Regions from separate parts of the Gossypium hirsutum genome. Here region 2 is linked to region 1. The links are chromatin contacts, called in public Hi-C maps. All regions are on one chromosome and are shown on one strand. The core of a region is the stretch at or near the end of the contact, and the rest is flanking DNA. Distances in the headings are between cores, read along the strand shown. Region 1 holds the start of LOC107962486 (small ribosomal subunit protein S13, mitochondrial). Region 2 holds the start of LOC107962490 (ubiquitin-fold modifier 1).

The links. A called contact is a pair of places that touch in the nucleus more often than the background predicts.
Region 2: a Hi-C map of leaf shows a contact between it and region 1, with 2.2 times the contacts expected there. The contact joins the promoter of LOC107962490 here to the promoter of LOC107962486 in region 1. A contact is called at or near these places in 3 of 34 Hi-C or Micro-C datasets (cotyledon and leaf).

Annotation. Positions count from the first base shown.
Region 1 is chrA06:6,691,998-6,698,245 of Gossypium_hirsutum_v2.1, forward strand. LOC107962486 (small ribosomal subunit protein S13, mitochondrial) reads left to right here and starts at 4,906. Exons shown (of 4, transcript XM_041114996.1): 1 at 4,906-5,118; 2 at 5,691-5,918; 3 at 5,997-6,167. The coding sequence starts at 5,050. The coding sequence ends at 6,167. It overlaps LOC107963233, which reads left to right and starts at 428. Exons shown (of 1, transcript XM_016899798.1): 1 at 428-886. The coding sequence starts at 428. The coding sequence ends at 886.
Region 2 is chrA06:6,823,432-6,829,843 of Gossypium_hirsutum_v2.1, forward strand. It overlaps LOC107962490 (ubiquitin-fold modifier 1), which reads right to left and starts at 4,093. Exons shown (of 4, transcript XM_016898898.2): 1 at 3,910-4,093; 2 at 3,698-3,795; 3 at 2,571-2,603; 4 at 1,854-2,119. The coding sequence starts at 3,977. The coding sequence ends at 2,052.

The sequences.
Region 1 (6,248 bases), core at 3,656-6,155:
AATCGCAGCACAAAATAAATGGAAAATTTATCAGATGGACATGAAGTCAGCATTCCTTAATGGTTATCTGGAAGAAGAAGTCTACATCGAACAACCTCCTAGATGTAGCAAACAAGGACAAGAAGACAAAGTTTATTGCTTGAAGAAAGCTTTATATGGATTGAAGCAAGCTCCGAGTGCATGAAACACAAGAATAGATGAATATTTTCAGAAGAACGAGTTCATGAAAAACCTATATGAGCATGCTCTATATACGAAGAAAAATGAAATTAGTGACATCATGATCGTGTGCTTATATGTGGATGATATGATTTTCACGGGAAACAATCCAGGTATATTCAATGACTTTAAGAAAGCTATAACTAAAGAATTTGAAATGACAGATATAGGAGAAATGCCATAGTTTCTTGGAGTCAAAGTGAAACAAATGAAAGATGGAACATTTGTGTCTCAAAAGAAGCATGCAGAACAAATTTTAAGAAAATTCAATATGAAAGATTGCAAGCTAGTAGCCACGCCAGCAGAACCAAGCATGAATTTAAGTGTTGATTCATCCAGAGATCCAGTAAATCCAACGTTGTTTAAAAGTATCATTGGAAGTTTAAGGTACTTGACTATCATGCGGCCAGACATCATGTACGTAGAGGGAATAGTTAGCAGATACATGGAGAAGCCAAAACAAGATCACCTGATTGCAGCAAAGAGAATTTTGAGATACATCAAAGGTATGATGGATGAGGGTTTATTTTATACAAACTCACAGAGTTCAAAATTGATTGGTTATTTAGATAGTGATTATGGTGGTGACTTGGATGATCGCAAAAGCACATCCGAATATTTATTCCATATTGGCTCCGCAGCATTTTCATGGTCATCGAAAATGTAACAAACAATAGCTCTTTTAACATATGAAATAGAATACATGGTTGTTGCTACATGTACGTGTCAAGCAATTTGGTTAAAGAATATTTCGGGCGAATTATCTATAATACAAGAAGATCCAATTACAATTTATGTTGACAACAAGTCCACAATATCTCTTACAAAGAATCCAGTGTCTTATAGTCAAAGCAAGCATATCGATACAAAGTATCATTTTATTCGAGAGTAAGTGAAAAATAAAAATGTGGAGTTCGTTTATTCAGAACAGAAGATCAATTGGCGGACATTTTTATGAAGCCATTGAAAGTGGACATATTCCATAAACACAAAGAAAAACTTGGAATGAAAAGTTTAGTTTGAGGGGAAATGTTAGAAAACAAACCAACTTTCAAAGGTCAAAAAGTGCAGCTAAAGAAGTTATTTTCAAATTATTTTTTACCTCATGCAAATTGGATGATGCTGGAAACTTCAAGGATGATGACAGCACATTGAAAAGTCTTACACGGCAAGGAAAAAAAAGTCAGCTGACTATGTCTATATATGTGTATGTATAGTTCATGTGTGCTTGCTGAAAAATTAGTAAGTTTGAGAGGAAAAAGTGTATGTGAGTTATAAAAGAAAAACTAGCAGCAACTAGTATAGAGAGAAAAAAAAAAGAAGGGAAAGAGAGTTTGTATTGTGTTTATTTGTGTGTAATAAAAAATTAGTATTTGAGTTAATTTTATTACGCTTCCAACATATCCAACAACCAATCTAAAGATTAACACCATCGTGGACAAATCAAAGATTTGATTTAAAAATGTTGAGCAACTGAGGTTTTTTTTATGAAAAGGTGGAGAAATTTTAAAATTAATTTTTTAAATTATCTTATTTGATGAAATAAAGTTGCCTCTCTTTTAATTTTTTAAATGATCTTATTTGATGAAATAAAGTTGCCTCTCTTTTTTTTCTCGTATTTATGAATAACAAAAAAAAGAGAGTAAAATAGTAGACTTCCTCAATTATTTAACAAACTAGTTGAGTTTGCAGGGGAGCGGTGAAGTGGTTACTATGGGGGATTGACTTCAAAGTATAGACCCAACAACCTAGCATACATGCGCATGGAAAGAGCACGTAAAGGCAGGGAAATACAACTTTCTCGTGCGTGCATTTTGAATGGCTGAAAAATATAGAGGCTAGGTTAGAAGAAAGCTGCTTGGAGATGGTGGAAAAAGGAAGAAGGTTGAGATGATAGAACAAGGCAATGCATGGGCAACGAGTAAGTGAAATAGTAATGGTAAAGGTGAGGGAAATTTTTGATATGGTTAGATAGTTTTAGTAGTTATTCAATGTAGTAGAAAATTTGTGTATATATACACTTTTGACACCAAGTAAGGATGGAAGAGTAAGTTTATTCAACACCCTTTCCTTAAAGCATTGTTATCTTTTTCTATCTCCTATCTTTTATATATTTTGGAATCTTCTTTGATCTTCGTAAGTATTTCCTTTTTCACGATATTATGATTTATGTATTGATACAATAACATCTACTATTTTTAGTGTTAAATATACAATAGGCAATTGGAATTATTGTTGAAATTATATTAGCTTATGACATTTTTTAACATATATTAGTGTTGAATGTACATTAAAAACTAATAGTTATTACTGTTGAATATCTGTTGGTGTTAATATACAATATAATGTTGAATAATTATTTTTTTGTTCATTAGGTTGAGGAAAAAAAAGATTATGACATTGTCTTTTTTTTTTGGTTCGAATTTTGACATTGTTGTATTGTTGTATATCTATGGTGAAGGAAAATATTTAATTAGCATAATGGTATTTTGAATATAGAACAATGTAGTGTTGTTCGAATTTCAAAATCTATTGAGATAATTGTATTATGATATGAGAAATGTTTATGTTTTAGTTAAAAATATTATATTAGTGAGGAAAATATTATTTTTTACTCGTTATATATTAATTAATTTTTTTAATTTAAATCGATATTATATATAGGAATTCTATAAAAAATAGTCATAAATTTTATGTTGCGGTGAATTGTAATAGTCGAATTCGTGATACGAATTTCAGTGTAATCTTTGAGTCTAAAAGTTTGATTAACATAATGTTCAAAAATGACATCATGTTAGTGGAGATGAAATGCAAAATTAGTAAAAAATTAGATAATTCAACTTACTCAGAATTGAGGTAAGTCACTTAATATTGAGGTAAGTTATACTATGAATGCCACAAATGAATTAATCCATAAATGGACCTAGGATTAATTAAACTTGGGTCTTGTTAATTCAGACAATTACATTCATGTTTCTATCTTTTGTGAGTCAACCGCTCAGATACCCTAGATAATGTATCTCTCTTGGACTTGATAGACGACATACTGTCCTTTAATCGATTTTCTCAATGCCAATTTATCAGACGATGGAACTTTTAGGTTACCTACTAATATAAGGTATCTTCTCGCATTACAATCTGACCACATAATGCAACTTAGTATTAGTTAAACATTAGGTCATCAATGAGTCAATGTTTGCTTACATTTTGCTTTATGTGTAAAAACTGTCAATGACAAATACAAACAACATTAAAGTGAATAGTGGGATTTTATTTAAGTTAGTCTTTTCATACAATTATAAGTACAAATGATGAATAAACTACACTTAAAACACTAAATCCTAATAGACACATCTCCCGATATAGAAATGCAAAGGCAACTGAACCCCAACTGTAGCCCCTACACTCTTGTAGATAGGCTAACAATGGGAGATATGCCACATGAAATAAATTACCAAATTTATCAGACATTAGCATCTCTCCTATCAACCGCAAATTTTGCAATGAGCATAATTTGTTGAGACTTGATCAATCATTCATTACAAAATTTTGTTCTAATTATGTCATATTCAAACAAAGACCTTTTGCGTATTTGCTTTCCAAATGCTTGCCCAAGTACATGTTGTAGATCTTATAAATTACATCATTTTTGGCAACATGGTTCTCAATTTGAAAGGCCAAGTTGTAGAATCATGCCCTCAAATGTGATTGTGCATTCTCCACATAGAAAATGGAATACGCGTATCTCAAACCTGCAACACCATAACCAATGCATGAATCCTTTTCTAATATCGAGCACGAGTCAGATTGTAAAACTCGAACTCATTGAGATATGACTCCATGGCTGTATGAGTTCCTCGATACCCAAATTTCAATGTTGGATGTTATGCCTGTAAAGGTACTTGTAATTAAACAAATATATTGATTATTTCCAGTTTTTTGAAAAAAAAAACTTGCTAATATAAAATTAAGATAAAACAATATTTGGCATGCGAAGAAGTTTCCAATTACGAGATTTTACTGATTCATGTTGACGTGTAGAAATATATGTATCCTTAAATCTCAACAAGTTTCCACTAGTGGCCATCTTTAGAGTTTCTGTAATTTAACTCCAAGTAATAAAACAACATAATTTGCAATATCATATATATTAACTTTTTATTCTAATACCCTAAATTTCACAACAACATAACAAATAAACTAAATTATAATAATATTCCAATACACTAAAATATAATAATATAATAACATTTAAATAATATCTCAATATACTAACAACATTAACTGAAAAATAAACTATATATTTTACAAACACTTAAAAATAATATATAACATTCCAACTAATCCTAATCACTAAAATATCACCATAAACTTAAAATTCACACTTAAAATAAAAATATTTAATAAAAATACTTACTATAAAGGAAAAATACAACAATATAATAACATTTAAATAACTAATAATAAATCATAAAGTAAACTATTTGGTCGTTCTTTTCAACTCATATATATATATATATATAAGTGAATAAAGTTCATACTATTCCATTGTAATTAGCATGGCAAAGACATGTCAAAACTTAGCCGTCATAGCCCAGGAGAGGGACTAATCTCGGGCTTATCCAAAAGGTTTGGGCTATAGGGCAAGACTACAAACAGATCAATGCTTTAAGTTTTCATCGGCGCTCCCAAGACTCAACAGCCCAAGTGGATCTTTGCTCTTTGAACTCCCAAAGTCCTGAATGATAAACAAAACCCTTGCAAAAATCCCTCTTACCAAAGTTGCAGGCTCTGATTCTCGTCAAATCTAAACTCTTTCAGCGTCTAAGAATGTTGGGGTTACGGTGTTCTGTCGGAACACTATCTGATGTCGGTCATCGCCTCCTTCAAACCATGACGGTCAGTGCCTCTCCTTATTTCTCGATATCCATAATATTTACGATCTTAAGAATTTTTTTCATCCATTGACCTCTTGCCAAGGATTAGGATTATATCATTTTTAGAACTAATGATTTCCTAATTAGTGTTTATCAGCTTTGGGTTTCTGGGTTCATGGATCTGTCTGTTTCTATTAGTCTTTTTCCATTTACACTTTTTAATCAAGGAAAATTAGAAGTTGGTTTTGATATTTTTTTGTCCTTGTTCCATTAACATGTTGAAATCTAGGAAGTAAATGTTTTTCTTAAAACAATATGTAAATTAGATTTTGGTATTAACCAGTCAAGACTTTTATATCAGTTTAATGGTGTTATTGTTAAATTGGGTTTCTTTTTTCTTTCCCATTGAACTGCAACAAACCTGATAGGATCTTATAGTTATGTTGTGCATTTGTGTAGGCCAAGTATATAGTTCATCTGGGATAAACTCGGTTTGATAGTTGAAATCAGGGTTTCATTTGTTTTCAGAAAAAAAGAACTTATATGTTTTATGGTACCTGCTGGGAACTTTTGTTCTTTCACTGTTTCATGCAGTTTCATGGAATAAGAGTACAAGGCATTCGTGTGGGAAGTGCTGAAATTCCAGACCACAAGCGCATTGCAGTTTCTCTACAGAGCATCTATGGAATTGGTCGTAGCAGAGCTCGCCAGATCTTAAGCGAGCTCAATATAGATAACAAACTCACTAGGGAATTGACAGGAAGAGAACTCATGGCTCTTCGCGAGCACGTCTCTTCCACATACATCATTGGAGAAGATTTGGTATGAACTTTTTTCCCTTCTCTACTTGCTTGATAAAACTTGCGTTCTCAAATGTTATACATTTCTTTGGTAATTTAGAGGCGATGCATCAATGCGGACATAACCAGATTGAAAGGTCTTCAATGCTACAAAGGGATCCGGCACGAGGATAAATTGCCTTGCCGAGGACAGCGCACAAAAACCAATTCCCGGACCGCAAAAAAGGGACTAACTGCTGTTTCAGAAAGACACAGAGCTTCTTATGCTTAGGTCTAATTTCTCGCCTTAAGTTGCAACTTATTTTGAAAATTTTCAATTAGACCTGCTATATCAGCTCAATAACTTTCCCCC
Region 2 (6,412 bases), core at 2,843-5,342, 130 kb after region 1:
AATTTAGCATTGATCCCATAGGAATCCGAAAAGAAAACTATCTAAACATAAAGTCAGAGATTTTATTTAAATGATATCAAACTATCAAAACAAAATGGGCTATTTTATGGGTTTAATGTACATTAGCAGTTGTTTGTCCACATGTATATTTCTAGATATTATTGGTGTTCTTTGACTCAGGTTTGATACTCATTATCTCATGATTTTGATGTCAGTTAATAAAATATAGTTTAGTGAAACAAATAAAAAATGGAAAATAGGTTAGTATGGGTTCAGTAAGCTCTTACAATATTATATTATATTTATAAAATCTTCCAATGTTATCACAAATTAAAAAAATTGAAAACTTCTTACACTGCCCATATAAATTGTCTTTGCATCATTGATATTTGGGATACTTTTCTTTCTCGTTTCAATTTCCCAAAAAGTGAGAAATAAAATAAATAGTTGAATGCAGATATATATTATATTATATTATATACATATTTTAATAGTTGTCTCCAGAACTATCAAAGGCTTGAATTAAGAAAAAATAAAAAATTGAGCAATGGGTTAAATTGGATTAGAGGAATTCATGAGTTGAGTTGGATTTAGTTTAAGTATATGTAAAGTATTCAGATCAATTTTTTTTATTTTGGGTTTGATTCAATTCAAAAAATAATTTTATTTTTTATTCAAGTTAAACTCAATTTAAGAAAAGTAAACTCGAGTCTAATTCGGTCTACCCATATTTATTTTTTTAAATTATTTTTTATTTAAATTTTTTTTAAAAATATATAATACACTAAATGCACTAAAAATATTAAAATAAAAATTTCCTAACACATTATAAATATATTAAAAGGTATTATATTAAAAGCCACTACCATAAATATAATAAATATTTTTATTATATTAAAAATTACAAATAAATATAAAAATATTTTATTGTAGTAAATATAATTCTTTTTTTTCAATATTCCAATAATCTCTGAAATTTTTGAAAAAAAAACATGGCTTTTATTTTTTTCAAGAAAACTAAAATTTTAGAAAAAAAAATTAATTATTAGTTTATAGTTTTTTTTTACTTTTAGAAGAAATTGTAATTTTATATACAAAATAATATTTTCATATTTTGAAGTTATATAAAGTAATATTTGAATACTTTTGGTTTTTATAATTTGAATTTTTAATCTATATAAAGTATTTTTATAATTTTAGAAAAAGAACAATTAAGTTTTATATATTTTGAAATTTTAGAATTATAAAATCCTAAAAAATTCTGAATTTTTTATATAAATTAAAAAATTGAATTAATAAAGAAACCTATATTTAAAAAAATTATAATTTCTGAAATTTTAGAACTTTTGCATTTTTATAATTTAAGTAATTTCAAATAAAAACTTGGATATTTTAAGATTTTTTTGGAATTTCATTTTTGTAGAAAAGTTTCACGTGGTAGTATTATAGTGGACCAAATGCACTGACACGTTATACTTTAACACCGTTAAACCCAAGTACATTTTTGGAAGACGGAACAAGTTATAAAAGGCATATTAAACATTTAAAAACTTAAAAGTTTTGATAAAGTAAAAAGGGCAAATATGAAATTATCCCCTTTTAAAATGTCAAAAGTTTTCTTTTATTACAATCTTATAGTTTTTTCAATATAGAAATTTTTTAATATTTTAGAGATTTTCTTAGAATTCTTAGGACTTCTGAAAATTTCCTTTTATTCATTTAATGTATCGTAAAATAAAAATCGAACACTAAACACATGATTAAAGGATAATTACATTGCTCAAACATCAAGTAATAAAATAAAAATGTTACCAATAAAAAAACATCGAGATGAAATGAAACCAAACATTAAGTTGCATCAAACAAAATTCAGGGTCTTTATTTTATTATTGCTCTTATATATTTTCTTTAGGGAAAAAAGAATTTGCTATCCGTCATGTTCTACACTCAAGTAAAAGTTTAAACATACATACCAAAACAAAGGATCCATAACCAAACAAAGTCATAACCAGTCTTCTCACTCAGAGATAACAAATGAAGTTTTTGTTATTTCAAAAGGCTCCCACCCTGTCACGGGGAATCAGGCGAAGTTCCGATCCATGTTTGAGGAACACATTTCCTGCCAAATCCAATCGAGTGTTATAGGTAAACATAAATCATAAACTAAAAGTGCAAAATCTTTTCATTGTTGTAACCGCATAATAGCTATTTTATTTTCCGGCTTAGACGGAGATTCTATTTACATAAGTCATAATAGGATGAACATTCAACACAGACACCAAGCATGAGAAGAGAGGTAGAATAGACTTAACATAGCTGCAATTCACATCATTAAGTTTTTCTGAAAGTATTCAACGAAAGTGAAACTGACACAGGAATGCCTGTCTGCTTAAATGATATCCTAAACTAATCTTAAATGCCGGATTCTCAAAAATGAAAATATCGATGCTTATTTCAAGTGCAAAGTTTAAAGAAAATGGTAAAATTTCAGGAGACTTGATAAAGAAGAGCAAATAAAATGAAGCTCTAAAACCCTAAAATTAGTCAACAACAATTAAGTGTCAGCATACCTGCACTTTGCTGAGGATTGATTCCCACACCATCTGTTTTCAGAAAAAAACATAATATAATTCAATATAAAATGAAGTGGAAACTAACATATAATTTAGGATGAACATATTAAGATACCTAACATCATAGAGTTGACATGCCCAGCTGATCCCAACTATATACACATTTATATTTAAAACAACATAGTTGCAACTATGATTATTGAAAAGTAAATGATAAAAATGGAGCCAAAGCTGCTTATGGAGAGTTAACCTTGGCAAAGTTTTGATTTATCAACAATCGGTTCCAACTATCATTTATCGACAAACAGAACCAAATTTCAAGCAGAAGATAATGAATCCTTTCAAATATGATGAACTTGATTAGGCCATTTTTAATTGTTTGCTAAAGAGCATATAGTGTCTTTTCATTGTCTTGGCCTGCTTGATATTTTAGCTAATCTAACTAAATGACAACCATATGTATAGAAAAAATGGAGCACCGTAATGTGCTCCTCTGTACAAGTCTCTCATGTCATTACTAATCAATAAGACCGAACAACCCTGATTGACTTATGACCCATTTTGCTCCAGGTAGGGAGAAAAAACATTGCACATTGAAAAACAATGAATAGCCTTTAACCATAGTTGACAACTTCTCATGAAATTAACACAATGTTTGCAGCCACAAATAAGTGAATACAGATGAATTTTAAGTAGGGGAACAAGATAATATAGCTAAGAAAAAAAAATAGCCCAAATGTTAAAAAAAAAACACTTTAAATAACATAATAGAAAATAAATAAAGAGATTGCACTTGACAAAAAAGCATATAACATCTGCCAATTCTATCAAAATATTAAAAGAAAAACAATTATTTTGATCACGTATTTTTTTTCATCATAGTTGCCTAAGAAAATCAGATTGTACTAAATTGAATTCTGCCTAATTCACCAATTATTTCGATTTCCTTTAAAAAAGGGCAAATTTGCTAATCTAAGCCAGTTTACATCTTCCAATTCCCAAATCCTAATTTAACAAAAAAAAGCATGTGATTTAATTGAAACATGCAGAAAGAAATATAAAATCACCAAAATCAATACTTAAATCCAAAAAAGAAAAAGAGTAGAAGGAACGAATTGAATTACCATTGGTGATGATAGCACTGGTTTGAGGAGGGACTTTGAATTCCTCGGCTGCGAATTTCAAGACGGCTGTAAAAGGGGCTGCTTCAGGCACGCTAAACCTGCAATTACGAAAATCATATAAAAAAAATCAAGATTAATAACCAAAATTAGGGAAAATTAAATCAAGCGATCGAACCCTCCCCCCCCCCCAAAAAAAAAAAAAAAGAACTCACACTTTGAAAGGGAGCTTAGGATCAGAGGTAAGAGTGACTTTAAATGACACTTTTCCTCCGCTCGCCATTTCTCTCCTTTGCTTTCTGAAATTTTCCCAACAAAAAGAGATCTGATTATATATAATCTTTTTAATTAAATTTCTCGAAATTAATATATAGATATCGCTATAAATGAAAAACAGTGAAAAAAATCGACTTCGAATGGGCTGGGTTTTGGCCTAAAAAGGAGCTGGGTTCATTGGGCCTGGACCTTTGATTAGAAATATTCTGATTATATAATTAATTAAAATCTTAATGCAAACTTTAGTCCTTGAAGTATACCGTTTTTATCACTTTAGTCCTTAAATTTTTTTCCTACTTTAGTCTCTAACGTTATCAGAGTTCCCAGTTTAGTCCTTAAAGTTTGTTAATTAAATACTAGATTTGGAGAGGAAAAATGAATAGGAATAAAGGAACATTTAGTGCCCAGTCTCTCAACTTGTAACTTTTCCAACTATGGCCTCTGATTTTTTTGTTCACATTAGTTTCAAAATTTGATAATTTTTATCCAATTTAATCCCTAAATTTGGATTCTATTAAAGTGTAATAATGTGATACTTTGAAATTGAGCCACTAGAAACTTTTTTAATTTTTAAGAATTATATCTTTATTTTTAATTATTTTTGTATTTTTTTTAATTTTATATAAGTCTATTTAAAAATTTTAAGCGATGATGAAGCAATTTAAAATGAATATATGATATTCATTCATAAATAGTTTATTTTTATGGTCTCTATTCATTTATCCAGTTGTATAAAATAACGAATATTATGATTAGATTAATAACTTTTTTTATCATTGGTGTTTTTTATTTTATATATTATAATATAATTATTATATTATGAACATATTTTTAATGGTTTGCGAACATGTTTTATTATAAATTCATAAACATGACAAATAAATTATATGATTTTAAAAAAATTCATCAACATATAACCTACACATAAAAAATAAGTAAATGAATATGGATTGTATTTTAGTTCGATTAACATGAGCATTGTTATCAATTTAAGAGGATGTGTTTTCGAGTGCATTGAAACACATTATTTTTTATTTATGGGTTAGGGAGGAACTACAATTTCATGAATTATTAAAAACACATTATCCAAATATTTTTAAAAAAAATTAATTTTATGTTGCTTGCCCAAAGTCAATACTCAAATTTGGAGATAAAAAATTACAAATTCTAAAATTCCAACTCATTTTAACGAAAAAAATCAATTAAATTAAATTCAAATTTTTTAAGATATTTTTTTTCTCAACCCTTAAATAAGAGAATATATATGATTCAGTCTCTTATATTGATAATAATACCAATATCAGCCGAATTAAGATTCACTGACCAATGTCAACCGAATTAAGATTCAATTGACAGATATTTTCTATTTAATAATGATTGAGAAACACTTGAGTTGGGGTGTTAGGTTGAGATGGGCCGGCAATGCCCTTAGCTTTAGTACTTTGAGGGCCCAATGAAGAAGATATGATACCCAATTATGCGCTTTTGGAGATTACCATAAAATTATATATGAAAGTCATAAAAATGTATGTAGTCAGCTCGAACTTTTTGGAGAAAATAAAAAAGGGAAAAAGGAAGGCAGAGAAGAGAACATGGAAGATGGAGCCAATGGCACAATGGCTGGGCCAAGCCTTAGATTCTGGTCTGACCCTTCCCATGTTACATGGTCCTTCACCATCCCACTTACTCTATCATTCATCTCCTTCCTTCAAGTAAAGCTATTTTTGGTTCATGGAGTTTTCTTTCAGTGTATCTAGTTTCCTTGCACTTACCATTTCACTTTCATCCATTTTTTAGGTTACAAATACATGCAATATCATCATCAAATTGATCATCAGAATAATGATTAAACAAGATTCATATATCGTAAAACTTAAATTAAATTTTGATTGAGAACTTACATATGGTATTTACACATAGTTAAACTTGAATCCTGAATCTCAGAGTTTTCAAAACTTCAACCTTACTATTAAGTTAATACCTCATTGAAAACCATTGATATTCATAATGAAATTAAGATTATCTAACGAGATTTGAATAAAATATAGAACTTAAAACTTAACTTAGTTGATCGTTGAAATTATTTTAGATTTTTTTAAGTGCAGTTTATTCGTACTTAACAATTATCTTTCATAATTCAATTAAGATTATTAGAGCTATGTTTATATTAGGTGTAAAATAGTGTTTTAATAAAAAAAAATTGAAGCTTAACTCAATTGATTGAGGATATTCTCGATTTTATGATGAGGAGGATGGAAAAAAAGAAAAAAGAAAGGGATTCTTCAATGAAACATCCTTTAAGCACGTGGGACAATACATCCATTGAAAGATTTAGAAGCTTTTGGTCTACCCAAAGCTATTATCTTCCCAAGAATTTAAAGCACCACGAAAGTGCTTTTAAATGCTATATAGAACTTCGCATGACATCATTCGGTAAAAGTA